2 separate regions of the Mus musculus genome follow, and region 2 is linked to region 1. A link is a contact called in public Hi-C data. All regions are on one chromosome and are shown on one strand. The core of a region is the stretch at or near the end of the contact, and the rest is flanking DNA. Distances in the headings are between cores, read along the strand shown.

Evidence for each region. A called contact is a pair of places that touch in the nucleus more often than the background predicts.
Region 2: a Hi-C map of epiblasts shows a contact between it and region 1, with 2.1 times the contacts expected there. The contact joins two enhancer-like sites. A contact is called at or near these places in 9 of 39 promoter capture datasets (the 3T3-L1 cell line, 3T3-L1-derived adipocytes, cranial neural crest and 4 more), 3 of 15 datasets of contacts at CTCF or cohesin (the NIH/3T3 cell line, pro-B cells and stem cell-derived epiblast-like cells), 8 of 484 Hi-C or Micro-C datasets (embryonic stem cells, epiblasts and extraembryonic endoderm stem cells), 10 of 115 datasets of contacts at active chromatin or transcription factors (craniofacial prominence, embryonic forebrain, embryonic hindbrain and 5 more) and 1 of 9 other capture datasets (embryonic stem cells).

The regions. Positions count from the first base shown.
Region 1 is chr12:118,505,915-118,511,126 of GRCm38.p6, forward strand. No RefSeq gene overlaps it. Among named protein-coding and RNA genes, the nearest start is that of Gm25577, 3.5 kb to the left of the region's middle. Within about 2 kb of position 2,642, at least 8 of the 459 cell types and tissues checked have an H3K27ac peak or open chromatin away from gene starts, as enhancers often do. A contact at or near this core is called in epiblasts, where this site is marked.
Region 2 is chr12:118,854,305-118,859,333 of GRCm38.p6, forward strand. No RefSeq gene overlaps it. Among named protein-coding and RNA genes, the nearest start is that of Sp8, 9.6 kb to the left of the region's middle. Within about 2 kb of position 2,092, at least 45 of the 459 cell types and tissues checked have an H3K27ac peak or open chromatin away from gene starts, as enhancers often do. A contact at or near this core is called in epiblasts, where this site is marked.

The DNA of each region.
Region 1 (5,212 bases), core at 1,392-3,891:
TCTTTAAAATTTACATCTGGGGCCAGGGAGATGGCTTAGTGGAGCACAATGCTTGCTGCATAAACCTGGCAACCTGAGTTTGAATCCTGGAACTCACATAAAGGTGTTAAGGAGAGAGCTGATGTCACAAAGTTGTCCTCTGAACTCCACATGTGCACCATAGTGTGTATGTGCTCATAAATCTCCCCTACTCCACCCCACCCCCAGACACAAATAAAAATGTATTTTTAAAGTTACACCTGGGGGCAGAAGAGATGGCCAGGTGGATAAGAGCACTTAACTGTGAACAGGAACAGACCTGAGTTCAAATCCTCAGCATTTTTTGTAGAAAGTGGCATTCAATCTCAATGTTGGGGGTAAAGACGAACAGACTGACAGACAGACAGACAGTGTGAACTTGCTGGCAAGCCAGGCAAGCTTTGTGTTTGGTGACAAACTTTTTCTCAAAAAAATAAAATGGATAGGGCTAGAGAGATGGCTCAGTGGTTAAGAGCATTGGCTGCTCTTCCAGAGGTCCTGAGTTCAATTCCCAACAACCACATGGTGGCTCACAACTATCTGTAATGGGATCTGATGCCCTCTTCTGGTGAGTCTGAAGACAGCTTCAGTGTACGCATATACATTAAATAATATTTTTTTTAAAAAGGTGGGTAGTGATAGAGGAAATGCTTGATGCTCCTCTGGCCTTTGCATATGCATTCATGTGCATGCATCTGTGCACACTTCTGCATACCCCACTCACACATCCAATATGCACGATATATACAAAAAATATTGTTTGATTACACCTGGCTAGGTACACTGGTGCACACCTATAACCTCAGTACATGAATGGAAGGAAATCACAAGTTTGAGGCCAGCCTTGGGTATATGAGATTTTTGTTTAAAAAATAATAATAAAATTTTATCAACAAATGTACAGTTTGCTTCATCATTATTCTCTAAAAATTTGTTACATTTGCATGTCATTTACATTGGGTATAATAAACACAGAAGTGGGTAAGAGCGTGTTTATTGTATGTTTTATTCATGAGCCATGGAATTTTATGTGAGGGACATGAACGTCTGGGAATCTTGTCTGTGGGGAGTTCTAAACCACTCCCCAATATTGAGGGGTGACATGTACATTGAATAGACATGAAGTCCTGGTTGAGAATTTCCTTTGCAGTTACTCACCACTACTAATTTTTAATCTATCCTGGATTGCTCTCTACCCCAGCACTTCTCAACCTTGTCACTAATTACACCAGATCATGAGTCCTGGTGATTTTTCCTGAGCCTTGCTGCCTGGTTCCTACCCAGCAGTCAGTTTCCTGGCAACAGTGCCCTTCCACCATTTGATAACCAAAACTATCTCCAGGGCTGAGGATGTAGCTCATAGGACATTTGCTTAGCATGCCTGAAGTCCAGAGCTCTGTCCTCAGAACATTCAGGGGGAAAGGCAATGGTATCTATAACTTGCCTAATATGACTTGGTAACTAAAATTGCTCTTTGCTGAAGATTTGGCACTATGTGCAAAAGTCTTGCTGTGGTAGCACAAGGACTTGAATTCAAATCCCCAACACTTATGTAAAAGCTTAGCATGGCCATATGTGCCTTTAATTCCAGTGCTAGGGAGGCAGAGGCAGGCACATCCCCAGAGATTTGATGCACAGCCTGTATCGCTGAAATGACAAGCCCAGGTTCAGTAAGAGAAGAGGTCTCAAAAAATAAGGTGGAGGGCACCTGAAGTGGACCGACCCATGGCATCTGTGTGCACACCTGCATACACACCTGCATTCACACCTGCATACATATGTGCATATTTACATACACACCACATACACAATTGTACTTGGTTAGCAATCATCATCCTAACTGCTCAAGGTCAAGATTCTGGATGATCAACTGATGGTTGCTAGAAATTAAAACAACTAATGCTGCATCTTCTTACTATTCTTTCCTTCTTGTCCTATGAGGTCAGACACGACGTGCTTATTCAAATCAGGTTGAAGTGATTTGGAAATAATGGCAAACACCGTTTTTCCATTATTGAAGGAGATAGCCTGGGATGGCTCCAGTCTCCCCTTCTACATCTGATGACTAGGTAATTCCACAGATCGTGAGAGCGGGTTTACCTTTGAAGATCTCATTAAGCTTTATTGACCTTCATTTTTACTCACACTGAGAGGTGGTGTGACTGGATCGCTTTTACTCACACTGAGAGGGCACAGTGGTCTGACTGGATCTTGCAGGCCCAGTGGGGAGGCAGCCTGCATAATGATCTTTTGCTGTGGCTTTGTAGCTTTCTTTTTCTCCAGTGTGCTTACTGCTGTAGCAAATGTCCAGTGTCCCAGGTTACTAAGTGAACGGGGCTATTCCAGTCAGGTTTCCTCTAACAGCATGAATCCTGAACCCCAAGGCTGTGGTTTCCTGAGGGTGTCCTTGGCCACTCCAGGAAGGCAAATCATGCTGCATCTTCTCCACCTTCTCCACATCCCAGACTTTCCACCTCTGTCTTTCCTGACACAAGAAAGACCCTTCTCACTGAATGAATGTAATCTCCCTCTGAAAACACACATTTCTGTTGTCTGGGGAGTGAAGCGCCTGCTTCTTGCGTCCCTCCTCTGCTCTGCCTGTACGTTGGTGCACGTCAGAAGCCGCAGAGCAGCTCAGCAGCACGAAACTTTCCTGTTCACTGAGGTGACTAAGTGTCAGCTCCTGAGAGGTGAGCAGAGAATGAGCCAGTGGTTCTTCTGCATTCGTTGCTTATGCTAACAACCCATGACACCAGATGCACTCAGTAAAGACCTACCTGTTTCCTTCTCAGCACCTAAAGAAGCAAGATGTCCATGGTGAGGATGTCCGTAGCTGGAGTGAAGCAGTCCATGGCTTATAGATTCCCCGGCATGGACAAACACTGCACTATGTCCTTGATCTCTACATTAATGACAACATTCTCCACAGCTGACGCACATGGGGAGCTGCCAGCTTGAGCTGGACCAGGCTAAACGACAGAGTACCTGCTGACCCACACAGCATATATCCAAGGGAGCTTCCCGGAGGGAACGGGGGTCCCAGAGCAAGTCCTCAGGTAGGCTATGTCAACTCTAAGCATTTCTGTTCCTCTCTATCACCAGCACAGCCACCTGTGGATCCCTCATGGAGCTGACTGTGCAGAGGAACACAAGGGGTCAAGTTTTGTGTTAACTCACTCAGTAGTCTAAAGTAACCATGAAGAAAGCAGAGATCCCTAGGGAAGTGAAACTACAGGTTAAGAAAATTACACACGCACCTGCCACCTGCTGCACGTGCCTTCAGGGCATCTGTTGAAATAAATTCAGAAAGAGTACCGTACTAACATAGTGCATATTAACACAATAAGGAGGAGAAGCCAGGGTTGAAGTGTCTGAAAAGCCAAGGGATCTGGCTCCCTTACATTTCTTGGACAAAGTTTTCTGTTCCTACCTGTCTCAGTACATAGGACAGAAGCTACACGAAGATGCCACAGTGGACACCCTCACCCCTGCTGTCCCTGCTGTGGAGGAAATGAAAGAAACAGCTTCAGGCAAAGCAGAATTGAGCAATCAAGCAAGCAGGCCTGTGTGGATGTGAGGCCAAAAAGAAAAGCAAAACAATGTGAGCTCTGTGTTATTTTATGCACTGTTTTAAGTAATATTTGGGGGTGGAGCCCCCTGAAATTCTTTCTACTGACTCCTCCACAGATGGCTTTGTAATGGGACTCCAGGTCCTGTGGAAGGCTTGTGGCTTCCTTAGGCTTAAATCAAGTTTCTTTGGTTAACTGGTGCTGAATGACTGCAATAAATACTCCTTGCACCAGCTGACTTCTAGGTATTTAGATACTGCACTGAGTAAAGCAAGCCACGTGTGTTCCTTCGTGGAGCTGAAAGTCCAGCCCGGGATGAACAAAGAATTCAGAGCTCTTACTCGGCTTAAAGCTCAGGTGGGCTTTAAGCCTTTGCTTTGCTGTATTATTCCAACCCAACCCACCAACTAAATCTGTGATGGAAATACTTTGGTCCCATTTCACAGGTGTAGAAACTGAGGCTAAGCAAGATCTGGAGTCAGCAGATCACACTATTTTTTTTCTAGAGGACTGGCTACCAGCAGCAATTAGAAAGGCAAGGCAAGCTCAGTGTGCACTGGAGACTCGAACACCAATGCTACAACCTCTAAGTGTTAGGTCTCAAACCCGGGACAGATGACTGAGGTGTCTATTTAAATTATCAAAGTGGATCTGGCTGCCAGGTTCTTCCTGCACCTGTTATAGGGTTCTCCTGGCTGGTATATGCTGCCCTCCACCCTGAACTTCTCCAGCCTGTGAGCTGAGCTGCCAAACCCTCAGAGGTTCTTCCCTATATAATCCAGCCATCTTGGTTACCCGCCCTCTTTGGCCTCCTGGCTGCTGCACCTGGTTCCCTTGCTCTCCCCTCTCACTTTCCTTCCCCATCTCCCTATGTGGCTCAAGGTCATGTCCACTCTGGACTCCCCCAGATGTCCCTGCCTCTGGCTATGCTCTCCCACATCTGGCACATTAAAATGTTTCCTCCACCATACCTAGGGACAGCAGCCATGCCCCTTCTCTTCCCTCTCCTTCCTTCCTTCCTCCCTCCTCCCCTCCCTCCCTCCTTCCTCCCTTCCTTTCTCTCTTTCTCTGTTTTCTTCCAATTTACCTGGAGCAGAAACCCAGGACCAGTCATGTTTGCTTTCTTTCTTCTTTCTTCTTTCTTTCTTTCTTTGTTTCTTTCTTTCTTTCTTCCTTCCTTCCTTCCTTCCTTCCTTCCTTCCTTCCTTCTATTTTCTGTTTTGATTCAATAAGGGATGTCGTTGAGCACAGCAAGAGAACACACCTCTCCTCACCCATGCACAGCCCCTGTGTCCACTGTCCTTGAAGACCACATTTCCTTGTTCCGTTGTCTGACGTAAATCTACTCCTGACACTACCAGGGAACTTAATTTGTTCACTCTGTGCCTAGGAAAGAGAGTTTTGTTCTCTGCTGGACCCCTTCCTCGGGGGACTCTTGTGTTCATGAGGAAACAGAACAGAGAGTTAGTTTTACATGATGTGGTTGCAAGAGAAAGTTTCAAGAAGGGAGCAAACTTTGTAGGGCCAAAACATCAATGACAAGATAAAACAGAAATGTCTACATTGAGGGTGCCACCCGAACATCAACGTACACATCTATTACACGTCAAATAGCAACAAGAAGA
Region 2 (5,029 bases), core at 842-3,341, 350 kb after region 1:
TTACTAAAATAACTACAGGTTCGGGTACCCTGCTCCTCCGCGCGCTTCTTTTCCAAAGTAGCCTTAAAATTCTACGACGGATTTTGGAGACTTTGGAGAGGAGATGTGTAAGAGAGCAATGCTGTACTCTTGAGATTCATTCGGCACCTCTCCGAGTGCTGTCTTCCAAATCATTTTGCTCAGTACAATGGTTGCTGTTACTTAAAAAAACCAAGATGCTTGCTTGTGCCCCTATTTCCTGCTTCCGGATCAAGGGAAAGCCAGTAATCCCTGGGTGTCCTGGACTCTAGCCCCTGGTTCCTGGGGAAGAGCGCGCGGCCACCTTGTAGTCTCTCCCTGGGAGCTGAACGTTGATTCGCTGCTGCTGGTGGGAGGAAAAGAGTATTTTATTTTAGTCCCTGGACGCGTGTTTAATTTAATTTAATTTAATTTCTGTGGGGTCTCTTGGCAGCAGAGAAGCAGGTTTCTACATTGGCTTTGATTCCTGAGCAAAGTCCGGACTCTTAGAACCCTGGGAACAGAGGAGGGCTTGGGGAGGGCATTGGGGCATAATGCGTTCGCTACAAAACAGTCCCTTATCTTTTAAAGCTCTTCTAGTTGGGTTCTTGTTTGCAATCCACTCCCCAATTTGACTGCTCTGGCCTTAAGTTCTACTGAAGGCTCACTGGAAGTGAGCCTGCTCTGCTGAGTTCTCCGCCCCGCCCCCCCTCAAGTTTTCCCGGTCCTCTGGAAACAACCAGGGAAGCCGGGGAAGAGTTCCTAGCCATTCTCCGCTGCCGCCCCTATTACCCCAACCCATCCCGTTCGGCTTGGCGTTCTTTATATGCAGGCAGCCCTTGGGAAGATCCCCAGCCGTCCCAGAAAAGCTTCCAGCTGCTAAGCTGCACCGGCGCCGGCTGCTCCCGGGTAGCGGTGGAAGCCTGGGGTGTCCGTGGCGATTGTGTTGGGACTCTCTGGGCTCCCGGCGCACACAAAGGCTAGGCAGTCGCCTGCACCTTCTGCGCGGACAGCGAGCGCCACCCTGTGCCCCGCGACCGCGCTGCAGAGTCCCGAGCCCGCTGCTCTCCAGCCTGACCTTGGGCTCAGCATCCCTCTCCCCTAAGCCGTCTTGCCACTGAGTCTGGCTGACAGAGAAAGCTTGCGGAGGTTTTTTGTTTGTTTGTGTTTGTCTGCCTGTTTGTTTTTAGATTTAGGAATCAGTTTAGCCACCTAGCAGAAAAGAGAGTTGGTAGGAAGGTACAGACTCATGGTACCGTGAGCAGAAATAAACCTTTCTTAAAGCCTTGTACCTAAAACCCACCTCTTTATTATTATTATTATTATTATTATTATTATTATTATTATTATTATTATTACTTTCATTCTCTCTGCTCTCCACTCTATTCTTTGGCCCATTTGATACCAGGGCACCCTAGCAATCTTCTCCAGACCAAATCTTGGTGATATTTTAAGAGACCCAGGAGAAAGATCAACCATTTGGGAAGAGTACCTCATTTGGAGAATGTGCCTGTAGCATGCAGACTGTCTGAGGAAAAGAGCCCGCATTTGGCAAAACTTTTCCCATCATGGACTTTTGTAGACACAGACCTGTGGGTGTTTGTGTTAACTTGGATCTACTTTTTACCCTTGAGATTGGCCAAGGGTCAAACTTGAAGATTATTAATGGCGCCTGTGGACCATTCTGTATTGGTATGAGGCACCCTCAGACTGAGGCTTTGTGGAAACTCTTCTTAAGCAATAACAGAGAAGCACTATGGGATGCACACTTGTGCAAAACAGGGCTCTCATAGTTACTTCTGTAGTTAAAAATTCTTATTTCCATCGACTCCCTACCTATAGCGGGGGAAGGAAAGAAATAAAATACACTTTATTTGGTGTGTAGAGTGCCCATCACAAGTAAAGCAAAGTGATTTGCAGCGGCGGGTACAAGTAATGTGGCCACCCGCAGCTTTAGAACATAATTGACAACTCCCCCTTCAGAGCACCAGTCTCTTCCTTGAAACCAGCTGGTGACGCAAGCCCACTCCCACCCCCCTCCGGTCCGGAAAGCCAGGAAGCTCTGGAATGCATCGTTCTCTCACCCTATTGTGCCTAGGTGTTGCAAACCACTGAAGGACAGAGCTTTGTGCTTTGATCTCATGTCCCTGCTATTCTGTGGCACAGAGGGGTGAGTTTAAATTAAATTTCTTTCTCTGCTGATAAGTTCTAATGGGCCTCAGAAGGTGAATAATTATGCAGTAACATTTCATGGGTTGTTGGAGTGGGAATTCCCACTGCGCTGTCACCAGGAACAGAATGTTCAATGCTAAATGAAGCTTCTCAAGTAAGCCACAAGTGTCTTTCAAATCCCCCTGCAGATAATCTAGGACATTTCTACTTTTATCTTTCTTGCCTCTGCTAAGCAGGGTTATTTTTTCCCTTACATTCAAGTTTTATTGGTGATTTTTAAAAAAGGAAACAATCAATACTTTAAAGATATTTTGTTTTTTAAAGCTGTGACAAATATGACACCGGCAAAAGCTGGGGCAGCATTCTGGGAAAAGGCACACATATCCAGGACAAAGAGCCACCTGAGATTTGCCCTCACTAGGATTTAGGTCTAGTCCTCTCTTGACTTTTATTGAACTAGTGCATTTCTCTTGATGGCCGAAAGTATGAGGCTTGGAGCAACTGAGCTCTTAAGAGGTGATCTGATCACTGGTGTTTTGAAGCCACCCAGTTCTGCACCGACACAATTTAAATGGGTTCTCCACTACAGAAGGTTAAAAGGAAAAAAAAAATGCCTTTGCTGTTCCATGCTACTTAACTAAAGAGGACTAAATCTTTGAGATTTAATTTAATCTTCTGCCAAGCTTGATAAGAATCATCAACAGTTTTCTGTAAATGCGTCATGGGTATTTAATATCAAAAGGAAATCAGACCTTGAACCTAAAAATAAAAGAATTCTAAATTTGTCACTTAAAGCACAATGGAGGCTTTCTTGCTTTTTTTGTATTATTATTATTTTATTATTATTAAGAAAATTCCTTGTTCTCCATTTGTCCCAGTGCTGCATTCCACACCATTTTCCTTGTTTGGCTTCCTTTCTTTAAGTTTCTTCCCTTAGATGAATTGAGCTCCCACAAGCTTCAGGATTTCTAAATCAACACATAGAAACTGGAGCCTGCTTATCAAGTTTTCTCTCCTCTCTTGGCAACCCATTTGAAAGGGCTCAAACAATGAATTGATTTACATCATGCTCACTTCACCCTGAACTCGGTGCGAGTGTTGGAAACATTCAATATTTCACCTTGGGTTACCAATCCTTCCAGCTTTCAAGTTTTTGGCCAGTTCATTTTAAGCCCTGAAACAGAAGGAAAAAAAAAAAAGTAGATGGTCTCCCCATTCTCAGAGTTCAAGTAATTGTCTAATTCAGCTGAAAGTAAAGGATTTGTACTGCCCAATTCTACACCCAGTTTAATGACCCTAATTACCCAGGGACCCTGTCATCAGATTTCTCATCACTTCAGGAAGCTGTGTTCTTGTTCCTACGTTGATAAGTACTCATTTCTCTTGCATACCTGTTTCTTACTTCAGTTCCTCCACTCCCACCCCTTCCCTAAGTTGGTTCTTTTCTATTCACTTCAGCCAACAGTGATCGTTGTGGCTGGTGGAAATGTAGTTAAAAGATATATTCATTGATTTAGTGGTGTTTTAACAAGATGGTTGAGTTAAACATGTGAACTTCTTCGCTGTTGGAAAATAATCTTTGTAGCATTATGTTAGGAATGTCTCAACTTTAATTAGAGTGAGCTGTATTGGGTTACAATTTATTAACTTTTATACTTTGAAATAAAGTCAGTTTGGTTATTTCTTCCAAAGAATAACTATTTTACTTAAAATGGTGGGAGTTAAGTTTGGGGAAGGTACACACATATATTACAATTCCCATGTCCTTGGCATTAACATATTTTAGGCAGTATCACAGTTAAGTGTTGTATTAATGACTGGAGAGCAATTAAACCACTTAATAAATATTTTCAGAACAAGCATCGTGCTATACACATTCTGCTATATACACTTTGTAGGAGACATGACATGCTTTACTTAGTATGTAATTATTAAATGAGATGTATTGCCAGTGACATGTTTACTTGTGTGTTTTAGTATGAATACCCTGAAAGTCAGATTGAGTGAAGTTTTTCCATTCTTAAAATTCTACTCGCTTTGCAGGGAGCTACTTTCACAATAAGATGGTGGTAGATTCCTGGTGGACGAGAAATGATGCTTAGAGCTGTGACTTCTTTTGTTATTTTATGCTCTGAAACCATGGATATTTTAAAATTCACTTAAAGGTGAACTATTGGTTATGGATCTTAGGTGGTATACAGAATTTCTGTGGCTTCCTTTCCACCATGGCCTAAAATAAATAATATATATATATATATATATATATATATATATATATATATATATATATACACACATAGTTTAGTTCTATGTTTTATTTCATGTGTGGACAGCCAGATTAAAATCTTAATGGTTAGTAGTCTTACTTCAAATGATTAAATGTGCATTTTAGCAGCATTCTATTTATAATCTGTACTTTATACAAATTTTATATGTTTAAATGACTATTTTTCTTATTATAGTGACTAAAATACAAATAATTTAATGATTTCATTTATGTATCTCCTTATTTTCGGAATTAGTTTTTAGGCTATATTTGTTTTTAAAATTGAGTTTGTCAGAGTACAAACATATTTAAAAGTTGGGCTTCTCTCTCTCTGTCTCTGTCTCTGTCTGTCTCTGTCTCTCTCTCTCTCTGCTTTTCTGTCCCTTTCTGTATGTCTTACATTGGAAAAAAATGTGCATTTTTGTCTTGCTTAATTAAGATTATAGCAAACAGGAAGATATATTTTACTTAGAATATCTTTCATATGACTAGAAAAAATATGATAAAAAATTAGAAAGGACAATATTCTGTGCTGTTTTAAAAAGAATTAGGATGTGAAATGTTCATCTTGCCTTATGAAGCACATCTGAGGAA